Linked DNA regions of Gossypium arboreum: region 2 is linked to region 1. The links are chromatin contacts, called in public Hi-C maps. All regions are on one chromosome and are shown on one strand. The core of a region is the stretch at or near the end of the contact, and the rest is flanking DNA. Distances in the headings are between cores, read along the strand shown.

What was found. A called contact is a pair of places that touch in the nucleus more often than the background predicts.
Region 2: a contact with region 1 is called in a Hi-C map of leaf, with 3 times the contacts expected there. The contact joins the enhancer-like site here to the promoter of LOC108483712 in region 1. A contact is called at or near these places in 3 of 5 Hi-C or Micro-C datasets (all in leaf).

What each region holds. Positions count from the first base shown.
Region 1 is chr1:3,214,044-3,217,267 of ASM2569848v2, reverse strand. It overlaps LOC108483712 (E3 ubiquitin-protein ligase At4g11680-like), which reads right to left and starts at 1,884. Exons shown (of 5, transcript XM_017787268.2): 1 at 1,164-1,884; 2 at 256-378; 3 at 26-158. The coding sequence starts at 1,723.
Region 2 is chr1:3,274,335-3,277,620 of ASM2569848v2, reverse strand. No RefSeq gene overlaps it. Among protein-coding and RNA genes, the nearest start is that of LOC108483795, 6.1 kb to the left of the region's middle. Within about 2 kb of position 1,805, at least 2 of the 2 cell types and tissues checked have an H3K27ac peak or open chromatin away from gene starts, as enhancers often do. A contact at or near this core is called in leaf, where this site is marked.

The sequences.
Region 1 (3,224 bases), core at 635-3,134:
CATGCAAATAGGATTTGAAAGTTACCTGATCTGCCACAGCATATAGGATGGCAATAATACATGGAAGACAGCAGCAAACAGCAATGCCAATGATGCATGCCAAAGCAACGCAGAAAACAACAAAGAACACATCAAAAGCAAGAAAAATTATACAAAGCCTGCAGAAAATATAGCATTAAAAGAGTTAAGATTGCGTTACCAAGTAAACCTTTAAACACCAAAAAATCAGCACGAAAAAATGACACAAGAACTAACCAATAAAGCTGGGGGGAGCCATGTGCCAATGCTTGGCCACCTAAAGATACCCAATAGAATCCAGTGATCCACCAGACGAATGAAAACATAGTATTTGCAGATTCAAGATGCTTTGCAACATTGCTGAAAACATCAATTTGAAATGATTAGCCACTAACCACAGGTTTCCAGTATCACATACAACATAAGCTATAATCGGGTAAAAGTACCATGGAGGCCCTTATATTAGAAGTCAGATTGCATTTTGCCCCTCTACTAAAAAAATGGGCAAATTAGTCCCTGTACATTGGATCAAAGGGCAAAATGATCCTTCTGTTAAGATATCTATCTATTTCTACAGTTACAAATTGGTCCCTATACATCATCATGAGATAAGCATTATTCTAGCAGCTACACCAGTTTTTGACAGTAGAATTGGATGAAATTTTTAACAAAAAGGACCAGTTTGCTCTTTAATCTAACGTACAAAGACTAATTCGCCCAATTTTTGGGTAAAGGGTGCAAAATGCAATCTAACTCTTACTACAAGGGCCTCCATGATACTTTTACCACTGTAATGGGTGAGGTTAGATATATACATGGAACATTGAAAAACAGTCACACATGCCAAAGATCATAATAAGGATTTCCAGCACTTGATTCAACTAATGCCAACCACATAGGGCAGATTCTCATAACTCACTACAACTTCAATATCGAATTTGAATGTTCAAATTAACTCCACAAAGCACAAATAAAATTCCCAAAATGACTAATGAAACATAATCTCGGTTATCACTGCATAAGTAATATCTTCCATCTTAACCTAACAATTAACCAATAAGAAACAATATCTGAAAAGTAACCCAAAACTATCATTAACTTCTAAATCATCGAAGACCAATATAGCTTTTATTATAAATGTCTACCTTCCATTATCTTCTTCCAGTTGGGCAAACGTTACGTACTGCTCTGATTCAACTCCCGATCCCGAGCTCAAAACACCATCCTCCCCTGCATTAAATCGACTATACTCCATGCTCTGCCGCCTCCTACGCCGCTTGTACTCCACACAAACACAAACCATATGCAACAAACACTGAAAAGCATACCCAATTATCCAAAGCCTCAACGGCATCTCGGGGTTTTCATCACGGCTCAAGAACAAGACCCCAGCTGCCACCGCAACGAAAGCAAAATTCCAGATGACATCGAGAATCACCACGGGTTTCGAATAAGCCCAATCGCTCTGGCGTTCCTCCAGCTGCTCGGCGGCGGTCTCTCGAACAAGCATAGATGGCTCGCGCATCGATCTTCGGCTTGTGGCTCGGCGCATGAACCGAGCCGCTTCACGAAGGCTCTGACGACGCACTGATGGACGCGTGGCGGAGTCGGGACGTGACACGGTGGTTGTTGTTGATGAGAGGAAGGGAGTGGTGTTGGTGATGTCATCGGCAGAGGATCTGTTCGTTGGAGTCGTCGAAGTCATTTCGGTGAGAACTCTTGAACTTTTCTGACTTAAACCTTTTTTTTCTTTTTTGGACAATTCTGATTTAACTTTCGGCACATAGAATGTTTTGGATAATTAATAAAATACAAATATAACTGGATTTGAAAGGAATACAGCTTTCTAACCTTTTTTATGTAGTCATGGAAAAAATAAATATTTATGGAATTCTAGCAATTTGTTATAAGATTTAAATATGTGAATTAACTTTTAACTCTATTGGCATAATTATTATTATTAATACAATAGAATATAAATTTAAAATAATTCTAAATATCATATAAAAAGAATAGATATGATCTGAATTTATAATAAATTTATTAAAAAAGATTTAAATGTAAAGTATAATTAATAATTCATTGATGTTCACGAAAGTCAAGCTCAAAGTTTAATTGTTTGACCAAATAATATATTTGGTTATTGATTCAACTAACCTACTAAATGGAAGTTGACAACCATCAATATGGTAAAAAAATTATTCTTTTTTTTACTTTATTAGAAATGCTTTTAAGAATTTTTGAATTTTAATATTATTCTTTTGTGATCTTTTTAACGGTGAGATGATTAAGTTATTTATATCAGATACAATTTAAAATTCCTAAAATTAGATAGATGTATTATAGAACGCTTGAAGAATATCGGTTTATATATAGCATCTACGATAGCAAAGTTTGATTTCACCCTCAAATTGTTTGTTGCATTGTTGGAAAGATGAAGGTTGAAAGTAGATGAAGATGTTGATTTTATAAGTGGCCTTCCAATTGACAAGGTAATTGTACCTAGTGACGTTGATGTTGAGTACAAGTGCCATCGATTATTGAGTGTTGTCCCATCTATGGATAAACTCGAAAGGGACTTAGATCGGTGTTGCATGAAGTGCACATGGTTGGAAGGCTTGTCACATCACCCCCTCTACCACATGCAACAGTGAAGGAAATAGATTGATACACTAGAGCTTGGATACTTTAGATGGTTTGAGGAATTTTGTTGCCAAGCAAGTCTAACAATAATGTATTTGTTTGGCAACAAGGTCTATTGCATGTATCTTCATCTACTAAATGACTTTAAGATTGTGGGTAGATTTGATTAGGGTGTTACAACTTTAGTGTACTTGTATAGAGCATTTTGCAAGGCAACCTGTGAATAGATTGGTGAAATAAACTATAACACCCCTTACCCATATTCTAAGCCAGAACAGGGTACGAGACATTACCGAAACTTAATACATGCAAACGTACGAAATCATAACATAGAATTTTATTTTTTTTTAAACATACATTTTCATGTCCTATAATCTGAACAATATTAGTTAACATCAACAGGCATATACAAAATGAACTATTAAATTTTGATGATCAACATTTTAGGCCAATTTAATTATGACATATAACAAAAATAACCAAGTCATCTATACATGCCATAACTCCAAATAATGTTTACAAAATACCAAAAAGTATTGATAGTGCGGATGGATCTCCGACGA
Region 2 (3,286 bases), core at 556-3,055, 60 kb before region 1:
ATTTTCACTTTAGGTCCTTCCTCATTTGACAATTGAGCTATTTAATCCTTCTAGCAACTTTTACACCCTTTTCAATTTAGTCCTTTTTATTTAATTAACCACCCAAACGTCAAAATTTCTTGACTAAGTTTTAATACTACCTCACCAACACTCCATAAATATTTCTAAAAATATTTATGGCTCGATTTATGAAGTTGAGGTCTCGATACCTCATTCTCGACCCAATTTACCTAATTAATTCTTTTAAATCACCAAATTCAATAATTCAAAAATGCTTTTATATTCGCATTTGACTCATAGGTATTAATTTATTAAATTTTTAACTCACCCGTCGGATTTGGTGATCTCAAATCTCTATTCCCGATACCACTGAAAATTAGTCTGTTACAGAAGTGGTTTTTATATTAGCGGTAAAAGATAGATATTGTGATGGTTATCCTGTTCTTCAAAAGTAGCAATTTAAAGTAATGAGTGAGAAAAATCTTAGGTAAGTTGCACTAAATTAACGAAGGTAGATAATTAAAGTCAGATCACATCGATTGTGTAATTTAAAAAAAAAAGTTTTAAACCATTAACTTGCCCCTCTTATTAAAGTTTAATCTACCGAAGTTTTATAATTTAAAAGTTAGGGATTGAAGTAAGGTTGAGACTTTGAAGTTACGTATGGATTCTAATAACTCTATCTAAGATCGAATAAAGTTGTTTGAATAATGTTATAATTGAGAGAAGAACTTGAAAATGAAAATGAGAGAACAATTCGAGACTAAAATTAAATCAAAGATTGAATAATTGGAATAAAGATAAGAACAGAGATTGAAACAAGGCTAGATTCAACTTGGATAAGAATTTGGAAGAAAGAGATTTGCTTGCTCTAAAGAGCCTGATCAAATTCAACTGAAATCCAAAGTTAGAAATTAGAAATTAAAAGATGAAATCCAAGATTAGTAAAGTGAAATAAGAAAAGCAAAAATAAAGAAAAAAACAGAATTAAAAAGTAATTTTTAAAGGGTCGGAATTAAATTATATATTTTATAATAATAAAAATGTAATTTCATCATTTTAATAGTCTATATATTTATAATTTTAAAGAATTACATTAATTTTTATTATTTTTGAGTAGTCTAAGTTCAATCTTACTATTATTAATTGAAAATTTTATAAATTATAAAGGGTTTGAAAATAACTTATTTAGAGTCTCATACACATCTTGAGAGCACTCAAGAGACTAAACTTTGATGGATAAGATCAACACATATCTAAAGAAGCTTAAACTCTCTCAAAATTCCCAACCCCTAGAACTTGGAAAACAAATGAAAGACTATGAACTAAAGGCATAAAAAATTTCCATGGCCTAAAGAAACACCCTAAAAGCCTAAACAAAAACTAAATGAATCCAAATGAGTCGAGTACTCTAAATGGGCTTGAATTTTAAAAGGAGTAGACGTTTGTGCTTTACTCCTTAACACTTAAAACTCTTCTAAGCTTATTAACACTTTCCATTTATGTTTACCTACTAGATCCATAAAAAAACCCGTCGTAAGCAGTATCTTTGATGAATTTAAGTTAATAAATTTTACTTTATCCATGCATCTATCATCTTTGATTAAAGGCATCAATTTTCTTGATAGAGTTGTTTGATGCTCGACCTATTGATGGGTCTTTTCAAACTTCAAGAACAGTTTGTTTTTATGTTTTTTTTTTTTTAATGTTTTACGTTTCACCAAGTTTTTTTAGTTTTCTTGTGCTTGATGGTTGTTGTTATGTCTTTAAACCTGTTTTGCTCTTGTGGAAACTTCAAATCCCCCTAGTGGGGGAAACTTGTTTAACTCCTGTTGTTGCCCTTTTCCTAGGTTTAAAGCTTTGTTTAATGGTGTGCATACCACCAACCCTTTCTTTAGCCATTGAGAATAATAATGTTTCTTGGAATTTGGTTAGGTTGCACCTATTAAATGAGCATTAATAATGAGAAAGATTAAAAATATGTAATTTGATACATAAAATTTAATTTATTGTAATTATATATAAAGAAATAAATACATCAATTTATTTTTATATTGATTAAATATAATTTCATGTGTATGTAATATATAAACATAAAATGACGCTATATTAATAATTATGTTAATAATTTATAAAAATTGAGTCAAATAAAAATATCATGTATAAATTTACACAAAATCAAAGTTTATGTACAAAATTACATATCGCACCAAAGTTCATGTATAATTTTGAGATTTATCTAACTAAAATTTCGAAATAATATAAAAAAGCCATGAATTAATTAATACTAGTAAAATAAACCAAAACATGTTTTCCACATTACATTAGGGTCTTGTCTTTTATGAATCAAATACCATCTCTTTGCTTACAAAAGAAAATTCCATCCCCATAGAAAAGGAAAATTGTCGTAGATCAAAGGACCACAATATATCCTTAATGGAAATGAAAGGGAAAAAGAAGTATTGCAAAATGCTTTCCTCTTTTACCTTTTTCCAAAATTATCAAAAAGTCGTATCACATATTACTGTTGATTGAATTAGTATTAACATTGTTATCAAAGTAGAACATAGATTTAAGTGTGTTAAATAGTATTATCTTCTTATTTATGAGTTTATAAATAAATTATAAATAGTTTTAAAATTTAATTGATCTAACATATAAATATTAAATTTTACTATTCACTTTTTTACGATAAGATATTGAACTGTCGACCAGAAAAATTGATAATAACAAGGCAAGAAATCCCCCAGCACTTTCCTCAGCAACCAAAAAGAAAATCTAATTGTTTGGTCCCTGCTACTTCAGTAATGTACAATTTTATGTACCGACGATATATATAATTTTCAGCCGACTTTATTGACTAAAACCAGCACTGTAAGCAAGATTTCATGGTTTATAGGTGCCATTTTGAGTTGGTTTCCATGAAATTCTGGTTTTTGCTATTCCACCTATCATTGCTTTAAATGTAAACTTTTTTTTTAATTGACTTTTAAAAGCCAAGTGTAACTTTTAAGTTCAAGTTTAATGTTGTATATATATATATATATATATTTAAAGAAATACCATTATTAACAGGCAATAATAATATAATCTAATTAAGTTTTAGTTTAATTAGGATGAGTATTGTTGTTAGAGGATGTTGGTTCGAGTGTGTTAAAGGATTATCTTTCTATTTATGGGTTAAAAATGATTATGAATAATTCTAAACATTGTGTTAAAAATATAATCGAAACTATAATAAAACTTATCGCATCAATGATGTATAAAAATCTAGTCTCAAATAATC